Linked DNA regions of Sus scrofa: region 1 is linked to region 2. Evidence: chromatin contacts called from public Hi-C data. All regions are on one chromosome and are shown on one strand. Each heading gives the region's core, a stretch centred on a gene start, on an enhancer-like site or on the middle of the called end of the contact. The rest is flanking DNA. Distances are from core to core; before and after follow the strand shown.

Region 1 (7,402 bases), core at 2,395-4,894, 83 kb after region 2:
AGGGTCTGTGGCAGGGGATAATTTCTGGGCAGCAAGCTCCCACCTCTGTCCCGGAGACAGTCCCCTTGCCAATTTGGGTTATTTCTCTTCCAGGGAGATGCAGACACCCCGAGGACATCCATCGTCACAAGTAACTCAAGTCCTTTCTCGCTGCACAGTTTTGTGCCCATTTGCGGTCCCTGCTGGATAGACCGCTGTGTCTCCTCTTTCACTTAGCACAGCACTCTTCTAAGTCAGGACAAACTCTGTAGCTGTTTTCCTATCAAGCTGCTATCCCATTGTTTACTTAATCAATCCCCTATGGTTAGACAGTCCAGCTATTTCCCATTGATTTTTTACCACGATTTTTTAAAAAATGCTGGAGTAACGTCTTTGTACAGAAATTTTGACCACATCTCTGATTCTTTTCTTAGGAGAGACATTTAGAAGTGGAATCACTGAATGCAATGGCATGACTTTTTTGGCCCATCCTCAGAAGCACTATCACTTTCTTTCTGAAAGGGGCCGTGGCACTGTACAAAAGTGACCGTTTCAACACATCATTGCCAGCATGGACCACTACCACCAAAACAGAAAAACTTCAACTAGTCTGAAGGACAACAAAGGGTATCCTGTGTCTGTTTATATTTGTTCAACCACCAGGGTGACACATTTCGAGGCTGGTGAACTGGTGACATTTCTTTCCGTGGGTGACATTTCTCCCCTTCTCCCACACCCCATCCCCTTTTCATACCCTTTTGCTTCTGACCGCTTGTAAGTCCAGCCACAGCCTGGGAGCTCCCAACCACAGGCGAGGCGAAAAGGCCTGGAGGGGAGATGCTAGAAAGGACAGCAAACCAAACCAGAGCAAAAGTCCCTGTTTTGCCAGGACGGAACTGCACAGCTGGTGCCACACGTGACAGAGCTCTGGGCACTGCGGGGGCTCCCCCAGCCTCTCCTGTCTTCTTGGTTTGTGCTACAGCCCAAGGCCAAGAGCAGCTGGTGGGCTTGTGCTGGCTGGCGAAGCATGGCCCCAAACTCCCATCTACCTGGATCCCCAGGAGGTGACCTTTCTGGCAAGAGGCTCTTTGCGATGTCATTACTTAGGATGAGATGATGCTGAGGGGGGGGGCGGGGGAAGGCTCATCCAAATGACAGGTGTCCTTATGAGAAGAGGAGGCAGGACTCAGGCGCAGAGGAGAAGCCACGTGACAATGGCGGCAGGGGTCAGAGCCAAAGCCACAGGAGCCACCTGAAGCTGGAAGAGGCGGGGAAAGACCCTCTCTAGGAGCCATTGGACAGGGCATGGCCCTTCGACACCCTGACCTCAGACCCTCGGCCTGCAGCACTGTAAGAGAATACCATTCTGTTGTTTCAAGCCGGCCAGTGGTGGTAAATTGTTCCAGCAGCCGCAGGAAAGGAACAGGGGGCTGATGGCTGGGCAGGGCAGCAGCAGGGTGACAAGCCGGCTGTGGGCCAGGTCCCTGGGCGGCACTGGCTCTGTGCTCAGAGGTTGCGCCCGGGTCGATGGCCAGAAATCCTGGAGAGGACAGAGGGAACAGGGGCTCAGTCCCCACCCTGCCACCCAGAGTGACTGACTGACTGGTTGGGGAGCTTCCCCGCAACCTACACCACAGCTCACGGCAATGCTGGATCCTTAACCCACTGAGCAAGGCCAGGGATCGAACCCGAAACCTCATGGTTCTTGGTCGGATTCGTTAACCACTGCGCCATGATGGGAACTCGTCCCCCACCTTTTTTAAATTTTTTATTTTATTTTTTTCTTTTATATTTTAGAAAGATAAAAGTTTATTTGTATCTCTATAGTCTTCTTGGAGCAAAGCAGGTCTTAATAAGTAATGAAACAGGGGAACTGGCCTTGTCGATGTGCAGGGGCCAGGTGACACTCCCAGCAGTGTCCCCGAGGCCAGCAGTGTGCACACTGTTCTCCTTGGACTCCCTGGGGGCCTCGTGGAGCCCCTGAGGGTCCCTGGCCGGTGGGACATAGAGTGACGAGGGGATGAGGGGCCCCGCCCTCCGTAAATCACAGCTCTGTGGGTTGGGCTCCCGTGTGCCACGTGACGGCTTAAAGACCCCATGGCCAAGACTCCTGGGGAAGCTGAGGCCACACAGCACCAACAGGTCAGCCACCAGGAAGCAGGGTCTCTCCCGAAAGCCAATACTCCCTTTTCTCTGTCTTTTTTCCCACAGAGGAAGGGTCAAGGCTCTACAGCCAAGGGCCCTGATCAAATCACTGTGACTTGAGACTCTCAGGGGCCACAGGTAAAATGAGCAGTGGCGCTCTTGCTGTGGCCCCTCGGAGTCACAGGCAGACGCATGAACGGAGTCACTCAGCACAGCCCTGGCAGGATTCCCAGCCCCCTCCATGACATGCATGGGCTCTGGCCTGGCCTGTGTCTTATGGGCTCAATTGTGGCTACTCCCCAAAGTCATATGTTGAAGTCCTGGCCTCTAGGACCTCAGAATGTGACTGTATTTGCAGATAGTTGAAGAGGTCATTAAGGTAAAATGAGGTCGCGTGGGTGGGTCCTGACCCAATAGGACTGGTGTCCTTATAGGAGAGGAGCTTAGGACACCAGCACGCTCAGAGGGACAACCACAGGAGGACACGGGGAGAAGACAGCCATCTCCACGCCCAGGAGAGAGGCCTCAGCGGAGGTAACTGGAGTTCCTGTTGCGGCTCATTGGGTAAAGGACCTGACATTGCTGTGAGCTGTGGTGTAGTCGCAGACGTGGCTCAGATCCCTCGTTGCTGTGGCTGTGGCATGGGTCAGCAGCTGCGGCTCCAATGCAACCCCTAGCCTGGAACCCTCCATATGCCGTGGATGTGGCCCTAGGGAAAAGAAAAATTAAGCAACCCTACCAAGACTTTGATTGCTGGCTTCCAGCCTCCAGAACTGTGAGAAAATTCATTTGTTTTTTTCAGCCATCCAATCTGTGGTACTTTGTTTTGGCAGCCCTGGCAAACTAATACACTGTAGGTTTGGAAATCTACCAAATTCAGGCATAAATTAAACAAGAAAAGAGAAAATTTTGTCTATGTCTGAACCAACTTTTCTTTCAAGAAGTCTGTTAGAGGAGTTCTCGTCATGGCGCAGTGGTTAACGAATCCGACTAGGAACCATGAGGTTGCGGGTTCGATCCCTGCCCTTGCTCAGTGGGTGAAGGATCCGGCATTGCCGTGAGCTGTGGTGTAGGTTGCAGACTCGGCTTGGATCCCGCGTTGCTGTGGCTCTGGTGTAGGCTGGTGGCTACAGCTCTGATTCAACCCCTAGCCTGGGAACCCTGGGAACCTCCATATGCCTTGGGAGCGGCCCACGAAATGGCAAAAAGACCAAGAAAATAAATAAATAAAAAATAAAAATAAAAAAGGGAAAATCGTGTCTCCTGCCTCTCACACAGATATAAAAACGAACATGTGCTGAAGATTTTATTTACCCCACTAATCAGAGAGGGAACTGGCAGATGTTCTAGCTGGTTCAGCAGAGACTCCAAAGAACAGACACATTTTCCAGGTCAAGATTACTGAAATGATATGAAATAGAGACAGAGCTGGTTTTCAAATCAGGGAAGAAGCCAGCTGAACCTCTGTTGGACAGAACAGACTTTGCTTGTCCAGAGACAAGAATTACTTTGCATTCCTGTTGGCCCCAGGCTGGATCAGGTTTATGCTTTGGTATTAGCATGTTTGACTACAAAGGTTCTGTTTGGAAAGTTATTTTGTTTCTGTTTTGCCTCGGAGAACCTTGAACTTCCTCCATGATGATCAAAAACATCCGTCTGCCCTGGGTGGGGATGGGCGTGGGGCTCAGAACATCACAGAGGAAGCAGGGAGAGGGCTCACGGTACTGTTCCCACTGCGGCGTGCAGAACGACACCTGCAGCAAAACAAAAGACTGGAGAGCCAGGGTTCTGGGAGAGAGGATTTTCAAAATTCCTTTCTCTCCGCTGTCAGCCCCTCATGGGCCAGGCCCAGCCGGTTTAGAGGGTTCTCGGGAGATGGCCAGGCCAGCTCTGGGGCACAGGCCATGGGCTACTTCTGTCCTGGAGGCAGAGAGAGGGGAGCTGACAGGTGTGCAGGTTTGCCCCTCCAGGCATCCTGCAGGGGAACTCACTGAGGCCACTGCTCAGGAGCCAGTGAAGTGGTCCCCACTTCCTGATCGTCACCTCTGATGTCCCATGTCCCTTCTTCTTTTTTTTTTTTTTTTTTTGGTCTTTTTTCTTTTTAGAGCCACACGCACGGCATATGGAAGTTCCCAGGATAGGAGTCCAATCGGAGCTGTAGCCGCCAGCCTATGCCGCAGCCACAGCAACACCGGATCCTTAACCCATTGAGGGAGGCCAGGGGCCGAACCTGCGTCCTCACCGATGCTAGTCGGGTTTGTTAACTGCTGAGCCATGACGGAAACTCCCTGATGTCCCTTCTCATAAGGACACAGTTCTGTGGGATCAGGCCCCAGCCTCATGGCCTCACTGATTGGAAGGGAGACAGAATTCAGTCCTTCACAACCACTGCCTAGTCCTAGAATCTACAAACCCCAAACTCAGGAGCAATCTCGTCCCATCCCACCCTCCCTCCGCCCTGGCCACTGCTCATCCACTGTCTTTCTCTGTGGATTCACCTATTCTGGGCATTTCATGGATATGCATGTAGGCATCACATGTGTGCTTCTGCGTCTGGCTTCCTTCACTCAGCATCGGGCTTTCACGGGTCACCCAGGAGTTAGAGCTATTTTTAAAGCCCATTTGTACAGAGGAGACATGAGAATCCGCAAACTGGAGTGTCTGCTCTTAGAGCTGCTTGACCCTGGAGTCTGTCTGGGACACTGGGCACTCAGCAAAGTTGGAAAATAAATGAGCAAGTGACGTCCCTTCCAAGGACACATCCCTCCACCCTGGCGAAAGAGAATGTTGCACTGTCAACAGGCTTCAATGTGGGGGTGCGGGTGCGTGGTAGAAGCAGGGACCTGGGGTTCGGGTGAGTGAAGCTTTAGCGTTGAGGTCACCCAGCCTCGGTCTCTGCTTATTGAGGGGCTATACCGCCATCTGGTGGCCAGAGGAAAACCCAACATGAAACAGTCGGGGTGGCCTGTGGATTTCCTTGTAACTGTAAGGAAAAGAAGGCTTTTTTGTGGAGCCTGGCCATCCCGGCTGAATGCTGGGCCCTTCACACGCAGCCTGAAACTGCAGGGGGCGTGATGGGATATGCGACGGATTCAGAGTGGTGAGGTCCATGCATCTTTTTGACAAGCAAAGATGTTTATGACAGTTTGCTTTGTGAAAAGGCAAGAGGAAAGGTGGATGGTATGAGCCGACTTGAAACATGTTGCGGTGTCTAGATCTATTTGTATCTGATTGCAGAGGAAAAGGTCTGGGAGGAAACAAACCAGGGTGTAAGCGTAATCTACCTCCTTGGGTGCTGAAGGAGCTTAGCGAGAAAATGCACGAGACGTGGGGGCCAGGATGTCCCACAGGCAGGAGCTGATGTTGGGACTAGAATCACACTCCATCACACTCATCACCATTGTCACTGTCACCACCGCCATCACCTCTGGGTGATGGAAATCTTTTTCCTTTTTCTTGCACTTTCTGATTTTTCTCTTTTGTCCATGTTACTTAGAAAAGATAAGAATTTTTTTTAAATGTGTGATAAGTTCTGGCAGAGACAAGTTGTTTCACAAATATCACAGCAGCAGGTTGTTCCTTAGAAACCCAGCAACCACCCATCTGGCGGACATTCCGGCTGGGTCTCACCCTGGCTTTGGAGCCACCCATGCCCCTGGGACCCAACCTCCTGGCCAGTGGAGCTGGGGTCACCTTCCTCCTCTGTAGATGGGGACAATCACAGCATCCACCTTTCAGGGTGTCGTGGAATGGAAACGAGTTGACCCTGGTAAAGTGGCTCCATTATGCCTGGCGCACAACAGACACGGTGCTGCTGTTATCACTGGGCGAGTGGCCTCCCAACTGCGGGCAGCTATCCAGTGAGGGATTCGGACGAAAGCTGAGTTTCTTCAACTGCTGCCTTACACCACCTGCCTGGGAAGCATCTGGAAACATGCTAAACAGCCATTCCCAGGCCTTGGCCCTGACCTTCAGGATCAAAACCTCCAAAGGTCTGCACTGTTAACAAGCCTCCCCCGCGGACCTCACAGAAAGTGGAGCCCTCAGACACAGGAGAGGATTCCTAAGAGCCCTTGAGTCCCAGACATTCTAAGATGCTGGGGTTCTTCGGAAAACCTGCCCAAGCTCTGGGCCTTTACATCGCAATTCTGAGATGAAAGGCACTTCTTGGCCCAGGCTGGTTCTATAGGAACCTAATCACAGGCATTCTCAGACATGTCCGCAGAGCATGAGATTGGCAAGACCTCATTCCATAGTCAGGAGACTCAAGTCCAGAGAGGGGAGGGCACTTGTCACCGGGTTGGCGATGGAGGTGGGAACAGAGCCCAGGTCTCTAACTCTGGCGTCAGTGAGGTACCTGTGCACACACACACACATGCACGCAGGCACACACACACGCACGTAGGCACACGCTCTTATTCTTGCTGCGGATGCCCACGCTACCTGTCAAGGCCTGGCCCACTGCAGATCACCTGCTATCCAAGAACATGCACACATTTCCAAGCTTTTTTGCCACTGCTAAGTTTGTCCTTATTTAGGTTAAGGCTTTGGGGCAGAGCGGTGAAGGGAGAAAGGAAAGAGGTAGGAAATATGAATTTTAAAGCTTTGGTTTTAATTTTTTCTTAAACTTTTATTCTACGAGAACAAATTATTGTCCTCATCATGCACATTTACTCAAGGCTAGGTGCCTCGGCGTGGGCAAATCTGATTCTTTAGGACCTGAGCAAAACCCAGGTGTACAGGAGGCATGCCACAGATGTTTAAGGGATGGAAGTGGGGTGATGCCTCAGACTTTTAATCCGAGCCACTGGAAGACTGCGGTTGCTGTTTCAGGAGACGGGTGAGAGCAGGGGAGAGGGTGAAGGGCTTGGTTTCACATTTTTTCCTGAATTAGACATTCCGATAAAGATGACAGGCAGGTAGCTGGGATAGGGTGTCAAGTCTAGGGGAGAGGCCCAAGACAGACACAAGTTTGGGAGAGATGAGCCAAGGGATGGCACTTACAGTCATTAGACCGGAGGAGGCCTAGTAGGACAGAGGACGGGGGGCACCCCAACTTTTAAATATGGGCCAATGGGGAGGGGAACAGGGGCCTGAGACGAGCATCAGGGAGGGAAGGGGAAACCAGAGCGAGCGGGCCTCCAGAGGTCCTGGTTCTTATCTCTCGGGTGGAGAATCATCACTCTGAGCTGTCAGTGCTGCCCAGAGCCACCTGGAGTGGGGACTGAGCGCCGATCGGGGTAAGCAATGGAGAGCTGGGCAGCAAGGGTGGAGCAGT
Region 2 (6,810 bases), core at 978-3,477:
TAAGCTCTCAGTTAAAATAGTTGGTCAACACTAGATGGCAGTGTAAATTCCACTTTGGAAGGTGTGTATGTGCAGCAGGTCCTGATCTCACAGTCTGTAAAAATGGGTGCTCCGGCCATTTGGAAAACGCAACAAAACAGATACAAGCCTGTCAGTTTCCAGCTCCTTTCTTCTGTGCTTGACAACTTAGGTTAAATAAGGGGTGTCGAGATCTTTCATGGAAATCCACTGAAAAGGCCTCCCGCTGGGCAGTTGCTTTAAATGTTGGTCTAGTTCAAGCCACCCCACCCTGTTATTAGCCATGCAACCTGAGAAAGTCATTTAATCTAAAACATAGTATCTCCCTCTAAACCAGGGGTCAGCAGACCGCAGCCTGCAGACCAAGTCTAGCCTGCTGCCTGCTTTTGTACAGCCTGAGGGCTGAGGCTAGTTCTTACCATTTTCAAATGGGTAGAGGGAAATAATATTTTACCACATAAGAAAATTATATGAAATTCAAACTTCAGTGTCTATAAATAAAATTTATCAGAACACCACTCCCATTCATTTACAAATGTTCCATGACTGCTTTTATGCTACAACAGCAGAGGGAGTGGCTGTGATGGGCTATACGGCCCTCAAAGTCTAATGTATTGATTATCTGGCCCTTTTCAGAAAAAGTTGGAAGAGCCCAGCTCTAAATATGAGGGTCACGTGCTGGCTAGATAGGACATTCAGGCAAGACAGTACGATTAAAATGCAGCGCAAAAAGACAAACAGCAATGGATCTATAAAAAAGGTTATTTTATAAGGGGCTATTCTGTAGCTTTGCAGTGGTTTTAATGCAAAAGCTATCCTGTAACTTTTGCTTATAATGGTGAGACTAGGGCCTGTCTCCTCCCACGGCACAGCTCCGCCCCTCACACTTTGCCTGTGTTCCCAGACCCCCATGGCATGGATGCATCGAGTCCTTTGCCCTCACATTGCTCAGGACAGGTTCAGTCACACCCAGGTTCTAGTCCCGGTCTGGCAGGTGTTAACCATGCACGCATATACAGCTCTCTTCACGTCTTGTGCTTGGTTTTTAAATGAAGGGTGGACGGTGTTCCTCGGAGGGTTAGATGAGATGTGTGGGTGCCCCTGGTACACGAAGTCCGTTGATGAGTGTGGTGATTGAATCGGAGCCCCACTTGACCTGTGATGCAGTTGGGGCAGGGGTCAGTTGATAAAGAAAGCACCTCTGTTTCCTCCAGAGGAGGGAGGGAGAGACAGAGGTTCAGAGGATGGAGAGGATGCCAGGGTCAAGTCAGCACGGCAGAGATGGACGTGTCCTCAGTGAAAGCTAGGGTCGGGGGCAGAAGTTAGGTCTGCAGGCAGGTGGCCTTGCTGAAGGCTCCTGAATGAGAGGCCCTCAGTCGTTGGTGCCACTGGATGTCACAGCCCCAGCACACAGAGAGCGCAGAGGCCCCGTGTAGCACGGGAGAGAAGCCTCTGCTGTCACTAAGCAGGCGGTCCCAGAGGGAAGGAGGCAGCGGAGCCGTGGCGGGAGGCGTGCTCCCCAAAGGAGGGCAGGAGGGCAGAGGCCAGGAAGGCAGTGAGTGTCCCGCTGGAGGAGTTGCTTCAGCAGGGGATGGATCCCCTCCACGCCCCTGTCGGGCTCCCCTTCCCGCAGGCACGCGCTGTTGAGAGCCTTTCCCGAAGGGAGGCTGGCCGGCCTCCCCTCGAGTTGGGGAGTGGGGGTGCTGGCCTTGCCTTTTCCTGGGAACATTTGGATGGGGTTAATCACGGGCCTGAGAGAAATACTGCCTTCAGACCCATAAGGCTGTGTTAGTTTGACATAATTAGGAAGCTGTAATTTTTTCCATAACGTAGAGCTCAGACTTTATTGACCCATTTAACTTTTTAAAATAATGACATTTTACTAGAGCAGAACAGCATGCAATCTAGGTAGCCTCTGGCGGGATCTCTTGAATGATTTTAATTAAAAATGATTTCTCCACTTCTTTTCCCCATATCCTGGTAACAGAACAGTACCACTTGGGGGAAAAACTTTCTTGGTTTCTGTTGTTGTTTCTAATAGAAGAATCATACTGTCAGTTTCCAATTTAAAAGGTTAATACTATAATCTGTCTTAAAGGAACATCGCCTTTTAGCTGAGTAATCAGTTTTATCAGATTAACCTTCAGACCTTGTCAGTGTCGCTGAGCGGAGTTTCGTTAAGTTAAACTGGAGGAGGAGGATGTTAACCTCTTGTCCTTGGACTTAGCCGTTTATGGGTCTGCTCGGTCCACGGGTGCACACCCACTAGGAGCTGGGTGCCTTCCTTGTTTATTTGTCCCTGACCCCTTAACCTCTGTTTCTAGCGAGGCAGTTTCTATGAAGGACGCCCTGGACCGCTTCGCCCTGCTCTGCTCTGCTCAGGGCGGGCCCCTCTTCTCGCTACCCACTGCCCCGGAAAACGTGGGCGCTGGGCTTGGATGGGGAGGCGCCGCCCCAAGGAGGGGGGAGACCGGCCTGAGGTCGGCCCTGCAAAGAACCCCAGGCTTACTCCTCCCTCTTCGCTTGGGGGCGGTGGGAGGGGCTGTTGTCAGGATGGACGTGTCTCCCACCCCTCTGTGCCTTGACTTTTCCAGGGAAGGCTCTGGATGGGAGTGCCAACAGGTCTGGAGGTGGGGGTCGAATCAACTCGGGCGGTCGCTGTGAGTCCAGCCTCTTCGGGTCGCCTCATGTGTTAAGGGAGGTTGTTCCGGAAGTGTTTGGGTACAGATGCATTGATTTATCAGCCTACTAAATCCCAGGTGTGATGGGGTACAGTAGTGAACAAACATCCCCGCCTTTACGGAACCTATGTTTTGGAGAAGATAGAGAAGAAACAAAATAAATGAGTAAAAACGATACATACAGGATGTTAGAGCAGGATAAATGCTTTGGTGGAGAGAGAAGGGAAAACAGGTGGAAAATGTCAGGGAGGAAACCGTTTAATAAAGGGACTGGGAAGGCCTCACTAAGGGGGGTCACTGCATGACCACCTCAAAGAAGTAGGCAGTCAGTTTATACAGGCATCCGGGCAGAGAACATTCCAGAAGGAGAAAACATCCAGCCAGCGGAAAGGTCCTGATGTGAGAGCATGTCCAGCAGGTGCATGGAGCAGTGAGGGGCTGGGTGGCTGGAGCAGGGGGCAGGGGTAGGTGGAGGACGAGCTCAGAGAGAGCAGGGGCCAGATCTTGTGAGGCGTCTTAAGGCTCGTGCAGTGCCTGGAAGGACCTTGGCTTCTGCTCTCAGGTGGGCAGCACTGGACGGTCTGCACAGGGTTGATGGGATCTGACTGACTTTGTAACAGATGCGCAAGGCTCGTGAGTTCAGTAAACTGAGCAGGGACGGGGCAGAAGCAGCAGAGCAGCTGGGAGGCTGCAGTTGCCATCCAGGCCAGGGCCGTCGATGGCACGGGCCAGAGGGGTTAGCGGTGGGTGTGGTGACGAGAGGTCAGCTCTGGAAATAATTTGAAGGTAGAGCCGGCTAAATTTGTTGATGGGTTAGAGGTGAGCTGGGAGAGTAAAGAGGCGCCAGGACAACCTGAGGTTTGGGCCCCGAGCAGCTGGAAGGAAGGGGATTGCCGCCAAGGCAGGTGGGAGGCTGTGGCAGGAGCGGGTTTGGGGCATATTCATATAAACATTCTGAATGGAGGTGTGGAGCCGGCAGTTAGATATATGTGCTTCAAGTTCAAGAGAGGTTCAGGCAGAAGGTGGAAAGTTGGAAATTGTCCATGTAAAACCGCTGTATGTGCTGACAAAAAAAAGCCACGAGCCTAGACAGCCTCACCAAGGGGGCAGTGTAGGGAGCAGAGAGGTTCAGGGATGAGCCGTGAACTCTTCATCATTAAATGGTCAGACCAGAAGGCCTGAGAACAGACAGCAGCCGGGGAGGTGGGTGGGGACAGGAGGGTGCCTTTGGGGAGGACACAGGACCGCCGATCGGGCCAGGGGAGCCATCAGCTCCCTCCAATCTGTAGAAAGTAATGGGGGGAGGGCTGAGCCCTGCCTGGTGGGGTCATCAGTGACCTTGGGGAGTGAGGACAACAGAGCCTGTTTGGATCAGGTCAGGGGAGAACGGCCGGGACAATGGGGACAGGGGCTGTAAGCTTCTCAGAGACGTTTTATTGTGAAGAGGGGAGGAGTTGGGCAGTAGCTGATAGGAGGCATGGATTTGAGAGGTTTGGTTTGGTTTGGTTTTTTATGGCTGCACTTGTGGCATATGGAAGTTCCCGAGCCAGGGACTGAATCCAAGCCACAGCTGCAACCTAGGCCACAGCTGCAGCGACGCCCAATCCTTTAACCCTCTGTGCCAGGCCGGGGATTGAACCCACAACTCCACAGTGACCCAAGTGGGTTAAGTCGGATTCTTAACCCACTGCGCCACAGTGGGAAGTGCTGGTTTTTGTTTTTTAAGTTGGGAGAAATAGGAGCAGGTTTGTATGAGGCTAGGAACATCCAGTAGACAGGGAGAGGTGGTTTTATTAGGAACCACTATTAGTGTAGTGTTCACTGTATGGCAGACACTGTCTAAGCCCCGGGTCCGCATAGTCATTCTTCTAGGGCTGATGGTGCTTGAAAGCCAAAGAACTGCCACGGCCCACCCGGCGCCCAGGTGGGAGGGGGCCAACTTGGAAGTGGACGCTTCATCCTTGGTCTCTGGGAAGAAGGCACAGTCTCTGGGCCCCTAGGAAGCGGGGTGGGGAGGTGGGAGTGAGAGCTTGGAGGAGTTCTTGGAAACAGGGAGCTCAGCTATCACTGATGCTGCCGGCGGGGCTGGGGGTGTTGGGGGTTTGAGGAGCAAGGAGGCACGGAGCCGCGGTCTAGGACAGTGGGAGAGTATCTGCTTCCTGCCTGATCCTAAGCCCGCAGCCCACTAACTCCTGGTCCTCTGCACAGCGCCCGTCTCCTTCCTCGTGGTCTCTCGCTCCAAATGGCCCTTCTCTCGTTGCCTCACTGCCACCATCCCTCCCGGAGCCAGACTCTTCCCATGGCCCTCAGATGATCAGGATGAAGGGGTCAGATCAGTTAAACAAGACCCAGACAACCAAGTATTTTTTGTGTCCATCTCATGCAAGCCGCCTGTTCTTAGAGTTTGTAGACCTCACCGGTGTCCGGTTATCAGGCCGCCGTGAACATCAGTAGCCTCAGCCCCGCGTCAGCCATGTGGCCGCTGTACCGTATGTCCAGTGACTTCCCTTTCCTCTTCTTAGACTGTAGAACTTCAGACAGCCCTCCTTTATTACTTGAGCTATCCTTTAGTTTCTCTAGATTTTGTCACAAAATGGTTAGAAGACCATTTGCCCTGGTTTCTTTTTGAAAACCGAGTGTTGAACACGGAACATTTAGTCTCGAGAGCATCCCTCTGTCCCTTTAAACTGCATTCTAAGGACAAGTGCTGAGAGTGGCCTCTTTCTTTCTTATTTCTAGTTCTTTCTCCTCCTCCTTCTGTGGCTTTTGTTTCTATTATTGTCCCTTGCTCCCCCAGGCCCCTGAACTCAGGGTCTGATGATGCTTTGCCTCCGAAGTCTGTTCTGTTCCTGACAGTTTTTACGTCTCAGATCCCTCGCCCCTTTTCAGTCGTGCCGTGCGTGCTCTGCCAGTGCTCCTGTCTCAAATCTCAGTTCCACAGAAACACATCAGCCCGCGGAGATGAACCAGGCAGGATTCTCTGTCTGATTTTGAGACCCCGTCGCCTGATCAACCCCCTCTATTCCAGCTAATGTGATGTGGGCCGCGTTTATCTTCATCGAGCTCTGCCTTTCCATTGGCTACAGAAGAAAACGCCTTCAACCAGCGCTGAAGGCCCACCAAGAACTCATCGCTTCTGCCTCGCCTGGGCTCCGGCCAAACCCAACCACCGACTGTTCTCTAGACAGGCTCTCGCTGTCCTGATCACGTCCTTTCTCCTTCAGAGTGTCCGCTCTCATCTCCCCGTAGCCACTTCCCAGCTTTCAAGATTTAGTTCATAAATCACCTTCCCTCCCGTTAGCTAATAGGAAATAAGCACCCTCTCTTCTGAGCTCTCTGGCCTTTTACAACACAGGTGGTGCCTCGAGTGGTGGTTAAGAGCGTGGAGCCGGGATGCCTTGGTTCAGATCTTAGCTCTGCTAATTACTAGCTGTGTGACCTTGGCAAGTTACCTAACCTCTCTGTGCCTCAGTTGTTTCATGTGTCAAATGGGGATTATAATGGTATTCACCTCATAGAATCTTGATAATTAAGTGTGTAAATACATGTGAAGTGCTTAGAACAGTGAGTCAGTGTTGGTGTCAATGCCTGGCAAGTGTCCTGTGACCATCACCTTGTTTGTGGTGTAGGGACTGTCCCTAACCCCAGAGATGCCACTGCTGGGATCTAGTTTATTGAGAGCAGGGCTGGATTTGCTCATATCCATAGCCCAGACATTAGCAGTTTGATTTCATAATGGGTATTGGACATTGTACTGTGTGCCAGGTGCTACACGTGCTCATATTTAATATTTATAGCAAAAGCGAGATTGTGGTCTTTAACTTGTGTCCATACCGTTTCACTAACTTTTGAATAGTCTAAAATAATTTGCATTTACGTTATTCTCTCTCCTTCTGTGTCCTCAGGAAGTACTAACTGCATATTAATAGGTAGAATGTCATCAGTATTTTGTAATTTTGAACCTGCCCTCTCTTAACATACTAACCAACCAAATAATTTTTAGGGAGTTCCCATCGTGGCTCAGCAGAAACAAATCTGACTAGCACCCATGAGGACACAGGTTTGATCCCCAGCCTCGCTCAGCGGGTTAAGGCTCTGGCGTTGCCATGAG

The links. Hi-C and Micro-C count contacts between places; a contact is called where the count stands out from the background.
Region 1: a contact with region 2 is called in a Hi-C map of liver, with 4 times the contacts expected there. The contact joins two enhancer-like sites. A contact is called at or near these places in 1 of 5 promoter capture datasets (liver) and 9 of 47 Hi-C or Micro-C datasets (embryonic fibroblasts, fetal liver, heart right ventricle and 2 more).

What each region holds. Positions count from the first base shown.
Region 1 is chr8:6,041,642-6,049,043 of Sscrofa11.1, forward strand. No RefSeq gene overlaps it. Among named protein-coding and RNA genes, the nearest start is that of ZBTB49, 36 kb to the right of the region's middle. Within about 2 kb of position 3,645, at least 6 of the 83 cell types and tissues checked have an H3K27ac peak or open chromatin away from gene starts, as enhancers often do. A contact at or near this core is called in fetal liver and liver, where this site is marked.
Region 2 is chr8:5,959,839-5,966,648 of Sscrofa11.1, forward strand. The region is part of intron 2 of STX18 (syntaxin-18); the gene reads left to right. Among named protein-coding and RNA genes, the nearest start is that of STX18, 80 kb to the left of the region's middle. Within about 2 kb of position 2,228, at least 3 of the 83 cell types and tissues checked have an H3K27ac peak or open chromatin away from gene starts, as enhancers often do. A contact at or near this core is called in fetal liver and liver, where this site is marked.